Regions from separate parts of the Ovis aries genome. Here region 2 is linked to region 1. A link is a contact called in public Hi-C data. All regions are on one chromosome and are shown on one strand. Each heading gives the region's core, a stretch centred on a gene start, on an enhancer-like site or on the middle of the called end of the contact. The rest is flanking DNA. Distances are from core to core; before and after follow the strand shown. Region 1 overlaps STARD13 (StAR related lipid transfer domain containing 13). Region 2 overlaps STARD13 (StAR related lipid transfer domain containing 13).

Region 1 (3,424 bases), core at 404-2,903:
TTGGAAAATAAAGATTTTACCCATAATCGACCTATTTTACCCATGACAGAACTATTATGACAGAGGTTTTGTGAAAAATCCTTTCCTCTGATTAATAGACAAATGCATTATTCAAAAGTTACCTCTCTGAATATAGGAGAATCTTTAGAAAGAGAATTGGTATTAAATGTGCATTTACTATCGAGCATTCTGGAATTAAAACTGACTATAATTTTTCCTCTAAAAATATGCTAAGGTATTATGCTTGCCTATATAGGAAAAGGAGTACGTCAAGGCTGTATATTGTCACCCTGCTTATTTAACTTATATGCAGAGTACATCATGAGAAACGCTGGGCTGGAAGAAGCACAAACTGGAATCAAGATTGCCGGGAGAAATATCAATAACCTCAGATATGCAGATGATACCACCCCTATGGCAGAAAGTGAAGAGGAACTAAAAGCCTCTTGATGAAAGTGAAAGAGGAGAGTGAAAAAGTTGGCTTAAAGCTCAACATTCAGAAAACAAAGATCATGGCATCTGGTCCCATCACTTCATGGGAAATAGATGGGGAAACAGTGTCAGACTTTATTTTGGGGGGCTCCAAAATCACTGCAGATGGTGATTGCAGCCATGAAATTAAAAGACACCTACTCCTTGGAAGTAAAGTTATGACCAACATAGATAGCATATTCAAAAGCAGAGACATTACTTTGCCGACTAAGGTCCATCTAGTCAAGGCTATGGTTTTTCCAGTAGTCATGTATGGATGTGAGAGATGGACTGTGAAGAAAGCTGAGCACCGAAGAATTGATGCTTTTGAACTGTGGTGTTGGAGAAGACTCTTGAGAGTCCCTTGGACTGCAAGGAGATCCAACCAGTCCATTCTGAAGGAGATCAGCCCTGGGATTTCTTTTGGAAGGAATGATGCTAAAGCTGAAACTCCAATACTTTGGCCACCTCATACAAAGAGTTGACTCATTGGAAGACTCTGATGCTGGGAGGGATTGGGGGCAGGAGGAGAAGGGGACGACAGAGGATGAGATGGCTGGATGGCATCATCGACTCGATGGACATGAATTTGAGTGAACTCCGAGAGTTAGTGATGGACAGGGAGGCCTGGTGTGCTGTGATTCATGGGGTCACAGAGTCGGACACGACTGAGCAACTGAACTGAACTGAACTGAAATTTGTATTAATACATGCTTATTTCTGCTCTTCCAATTCCCAACCACCTTTTAGATTTTATATATATATATATATATATATATATATATATATATATATGATGTTTAAGATAGAGATATATTTAATGTATATTTAAATATATATATATATAATAGGAGAAAATTATTATAGGTTGGTAGTGAACAAACCCTGGGTCGGGAAGATCCCCTGTAGGAAGTCATGGCAACCCACTCCAGTATTCTTGCCTGGAGATTCCCATGGACAGAGGAACCTGGCGGGCTATAGTCCATGGGGTTGCAAAGAGTCGGACATGACTGAGCAACATGGCATGCACACAGTGGACAAAATTTTTCTAGGGGATTGATGCAGTACTGTTTTCAGTAGAGAAAACTGGGGTCTCCTTGCTACATTCTGCTCCACCCCTCCTCACCCGTGCTTTTGTCCTGTTGGAGGTGAATTTTCCCAGGAACACAACACAAGGTGGTGCTGTTGCATTTATGCTAAACCAGCTGCAGGCCCAGCCCCTGACGCTCTCTGTAGATTTCATTTGGAAAGTGTTAAGCAAGTGCCAAAGGCAGAGAGAGAAAGCTTTTGCATATGTTAAGTGTCTGCCTGGTAGTTATCCTTTCAGATGAGAAAAGCTACATAGAAAGAAAGAGGAGGAATGTGAAGTTTCTTTCAGTTGAGGAGGCTTCTGGGGGAAAACATCTTAAGAAATGAAAGTGACAGTGCCGGTGGATTCCTGTGTTGCTAAATTACAGAAGCGTAGAGAATTAGGGCTAGAAGAGATATTAAGATGCTATCTAATCCATAAGATTTCGTTTATTAAATTATCAGCCAGTTAAACTTTTCCCTTGGTTTTAAAATTTCATGGGGAAGAGAAAACGGTAAATTACCAATCCCTACTGTTAATAGTCTCCCCTCTGTGAAGATAAGGGGTTGCGAATCCACACCTCCTCCCACTCCTCTCACTCCACAGACACACTCACATGGAGTAGAAAGGATTTTGTTAGCAGACTGGTTAGTGAGGATCAAAATGAGATTAGAAATCAGGGAGTTTGGATCCTCTTCCCTCCCTCATCTGACCTCACCGTGGATTAAGAGTCTTCAGATTTAGCACCTCCAAAGTAAAGAGACTCTGTGAGCATCCCGGGTTTCCACAAATAGTTGGTTCAAGTGAGAAGCTTTTTTTTAAAGTACAGATTAAGGATCATACCACAGAATTGTTTAATCAGAAAATCCAGGGCAGGGTCTAGAAATTACGCTTAAAAACTGGAGTCCCCTAAACCCTGGAAAGCTTTTTTCCTATGTGAAGATAGAGAAATTAGATAGAAACTTATAGGCAAGCAGCCCACTTAATCTCATGACTGGTGAGTAAGCACCACTAGATTGCTGCTGCTGCTGCTAAGTCGCTTCAGTCGTGTCCGACTCTGTGGGACCCCATAGACGACAGCCAACTAGGCTCCTCTGTCCCTGGGATTCTCCAGGCAAGAATACAAGAGTGGGTTGCCATTTCCTTCTCCAATGCATGCATGCATGCTAAGTCACTTCAGTCGTGTCCAACTCTGGGCGACCCCATGGACAGCAGCCCACCAGGCTCCTCTGTCCACAGGATTCTCTAGGCAAGAGTAGTGAAGTGGGTTGCCATTTCCTGTAAGTAACTCTAATTCCATCTGGCTTTAAAATTTTCAGTCATCTTTAACACAAAAGCCCTCGAAAAATAAAAGTAAACTTCAGCAGGTCCAAAGTGATTTCCTCTTCACTGTATTCCCAGCCTTTTGAGCAATCTGTCGTATATAGATCTAAAATTAAGTGTTTTCTAAATTTCCCATACCTGTGAAATTGGAAGGTACAGAACTATTACTGTGGTAAAAATCTAATAACAGTGAATGTGTTCACCCTGCTTCCTACAGACTAGTTTATTTTCCTATAATGGTTACTCTGGATTGGTTGACAGTTAGGAAAATAGTATTTTGACAATTTCACCTTGTATTCTTATAAAACTAGAGAGTCAAGAAGCTGGCCACATTCTTGGCCAGTATATAAGCTTATTTGTAAGTCACATTCTAGCAAATTCAAGTGTATGGGAGTCACTCACAAAAAATCCTCCAGGAAAATCTGGTTTTCTGAGTCTTTCAGACTGTCTAATTCAGCAATGTGAAATTCAGGAACAATGCAATTCAGATCATTCGCATCCCAAGTGGAAGAATCAGATAATTGAAGCAACATTTGTTTACTCTAGTTTATGGTATCGAGG
Region 2 (3,424 bases), core at 630-3,129, 440 kb after region 1:
TGTAAATTGAGTGACTGCTTTTTCAATTGGTCCTGGAGTCTATGTGATTTGATGTACTATCCAGCCACTAGATGACTGAACAGAGTATACACGTTCAGATGACACTGAATCAGTTGGTCGTTCAACTCAAATTTCAGATAAAACTCAGTCAACTTAAAAAGTTAGAGAAATGCCACTGGTCCTGGAAAGAGTGATCTGTAGTGTGAATCCCAGCTTTGCTACTTACAGCCGTGTGACCAAGGCCATCTTCAGACTTTCAGTTTCTTACCTCGTGGGTCTGTGTCAAGCTCGAAAGTGAGATAATAAATGTAACAGCACACTGTAAGTTTTTTATTAGATACCATCGACTCAAGGTGATACTCAGGGTCCACAACATCTTATCAACTCCTGAAATCTGCTTCTCTTTCAGTTCCTTACTCTTAGTTCAGGGCTCTCAAAACCCATATGCCTGCAGGGTAGTGATGTTGGCCTTGGCAAGTCAGCCTGTGTGCATTGCAGGGGTCCATTGTAAAGCTATAGGGCTTTATGTCCAGTCTAAAGCTATATGTCCAGTCTAAAGAGAGCCACTCAGCCACCACTGTGTGCCAGGCCCCGAGCCTTGTCTCCACAGAGCCTTGTGCAACGTGCTGGACACAAAATAGATGCCCAGTGAGAGACGGGCACCTGCCGTCCTGCCTGACGGGACATCACCCCCTTCCCCAAGGCCTTGTGCCCCGATGGCCGCTGAGTCCACACCTCCAGGGCTGGGGCAGCCTGCCCACTGCTGTTGAGACTGGCCCTCACCTTGTCTCAAACCCTTGAGATAAACTCTCATCTCTAACTGTTGGATGTTCAATTGAAGGATTTCATGCAACCCAAGACTTTCCGTTTGAAAACTGGAGTGATAGATCACCCTATATATGGCCATCTTAAATTCTATCTTCTTTAAAACTAATGTCCCGATCTCTACAGAGGAGTTAAAGATTATTTTCTCTCTTCCTTATATGGCCACAGCTTTCCGATTACACCTCAGTCTTAGCCCTTTTCAGGTATTAGAATTCTCTCCCCAGTGTTTCTGTTTCCTTTGTCAGATTTGTAGCATCTCACAGTTTGTGGTCCTCATCTCCTCCATGGTATCTAGCTGATGCTTCTCAGGGATATACTTAAAGAGTACTTTGCTTGACCTGAAGAAATAAGTCATTCAGATATAAAATGAGTAAAGACTGACCCTGGGTCTCATAATGGACTAAATAAATAGCCTTTTAGGAGAGATCACGTGATTCTCAGATGAGTCAACATGAGGAGAACAGGAAATAGGTTGAGATTTCAGCAAAAGAAAATTCCATGTATCGAAAAGCAGCCTTTGATCAGAAGGATGATGGGGAAAGAAAGTGAATATAGCTTGCAAAAAATCATGAAGTCACTGCTCCCAGAAGCTTTCAGTGTTGTCCCACCATCCATGTGTCTCAGTTTAAGATGAAGATTTTCCTGAAGTCAGGGCTGGAGGGAGTAATGGTGGAGGCTTGGTTCAGGCAGGCATCTCCTGAAATCCAGTGGACCAGGATGAATAGCGACCCTGTTTCCAACAGAAGTGCCATACCTGTTTTTCTTTTTAACCAAGGTAAGATGGACTAACTTATTCCTGTCTAAATTGTGATTGTTGAGGTTTAGAAGTCAGGACTGTGACAGTGTGAAGCTAACTAGCCATGTTACATTATAGTGGAACACTTTTCCCCACAAAGGATTTATCGAAGACTCAGTGAATCACCAGTTGCCATGGTCTTCAGTGAGGAACCGCAGCTCCGAAATCCTTCCTCCACCATGTGGACTGACCATCTGCTCACAGTGCTTGCAGATTCCCTTCCAGGGTTCATAAAGTCTCCTTGTGTTCTCGCACGTCTCTGAAACGCCCCGGGCAACTGCTCTTCCCTGCCACGGAGCGGCCACAACAGCTGTGGGATTCACCAGGCCTTGTCTCGGCTCCATTTCTGGCAGCAGGCAGCAACCGCCAAGCCGCTCTCCAAAAACGCCGGCGAATTGTAAACCCATTAAGGCTTAACTCCTAGGGGACAACAAAGAGCGCTGCTGCCTTTGAATGTGTGCTCTGTGTGGGATCACAGGGGCCTCTGGCACCTGGGCCTGTCCTCAGGGCCGGGGCGATCTGTAGGGAAAGTTACAAGCTGCTGAGGGAATATTTTCACAGGTTTTTCCGAACAAAGGGTTCTTTCTTCAAACCCTGTGCAACTCTTTCCTGATTGTTAATTAACCAAACCTTGTGAAAAACAGGCAGTTTCTGTAAATAGAAGTTGTGTGTGTGTGTGTGTGTGTGTGTGTGCGCGCGTGCACACGCACGTATGTGTGGTGTGGTTGATTGTTTTGTGTTTTCTGACACGTGACGTGAAGCTCTGTTTTGAGTTTGCCAGGGTGGCGAGGGGACTGTCGCGAGGCATCTCACCCTTCCCGGTAATCTTTGCTGTGCGCGCTTAGTTGTGCTCCTGTCCCCCGGTGCCGAGTGCGTTCTGTGTGCTTTTTGCCTGAAGTGGCCCTCTCGCCCCTGAAGCCAACGGCCTGTTTGACTCTGTCTCTCGGTGTTCTCACCATCGCTCATCTGTCTTCCTCTGTTTGCTTCCTTGGAGTCACTGTTTAGGAAGCCCCTGCCTGGCCCATCTGTCTTAAATCACTACTCTGTTTACTTTCCCAGACGCTTTCCCACCCAGGAACCTGCCCTCTGCTTTGTCACATGCCCTTTGTATGTGGTGTGTGTTTGAAGATCTGAAAGCCCTCTTTCCTCAGAAGCCCCTACAGGGCCCTGGCAGTCATTATAATGGCTGATTCCACCACTTGGTGCCTGTGGCCACCTAGTCAGAGCTGGCCAGGGCCTGCTGACCTTCTGGAACTGTTGGCGAAGACTTCCAAACCCTACCTCTTTTCACTCTGCTTTCCCAGTTCCGTATTAGGAGTTTTATAAGTTTCACAATTCAGTATCCTGGAGTTTTCGAAAGAGGGTTACATTTTGTTTATTTTATCCACCACTAAGGTGCTTATTGTTGAGATTATCTATCAATTCCATCTTTGTCTTACTGATACTTGATCAATACTTCTGGTATTAAATCTAGCCTTTTTGGTTATGATTGTGTTCAGGGAAAGAAGCTCTTCACAGGCCTCTAGTGGACATGCCCTGGAACTGCAGAAATCTTGTATTCAAATATGTGAAACTGGTGTGACCTATGGGCTTCCCTGGTTTCTTAGACCGTAAAGAATCCGCCTGCAATCCCAAAACATGATCTTCATCAGATTTTTAATTAATAGTATAGTAGTCCATTTGAAGGCATAAGGTAAGGTAAGGTGAAGTCGCTCAGTCGTGTCCGACTCTTTGTGACCCCGTGGACTGTAACCTACTAGGCTTCTCCGTCCATGGGCTTCTCCAAGCAAGAATACTGGAATG

What was found. A called contact is a pair of places that touch in the nucleus more often than the background predicts.
Region 2: a contact with region 1 is called in a Hi-C map of hypothalamus, with 5 times the contacts expected there. The contact joins two enhancer-like sites. A contact is called at or near these places in 6 of 16 Hi-C or Micro-C datasets (hypothalamus, liver, muscle and 2 more).

The regions. Positions count from the first base shown.
Region 1 is chr10:27,761,723-27,765,146 of ARS-UI_Ramb_v3.0, forward strand. The region is part of intron 1 of STARD13 (StAR related lipid transfer domain containing 13); the gene reads left to right. Among named protein-coding and RNA genes, the nearest start is that of STARD13, 17 kb to the left of the region's middle. Within about 2 kb of position 1,654, at least 11 of the 54 cell types and tissues checked have an H3K27ac peak or open chromatin away from gene starts, as enhancers often do. A contact at or near this core is called in hypothalamus, where this site is marked.
Region 2 is chr10:28,196,867-28,200,290 of ARS-UI_Ramb_v3.0, forward strand. The region is part of intron 3 of STARD13 (StAR related lipid transfer domain containing 13); the gene reads left to right. Among named protein-coding and RNA genes, the nearest start is that of KL, 200 kb to the right of the region's middle. Within about 2 kb of position 1,880, at least 26 of the 54 cell types and tissues checked have an H3K27ac peak or open chromatin away from gene starts, as enhancers often do. A contact at or near this core is called in hypothalamus, where this site is marked.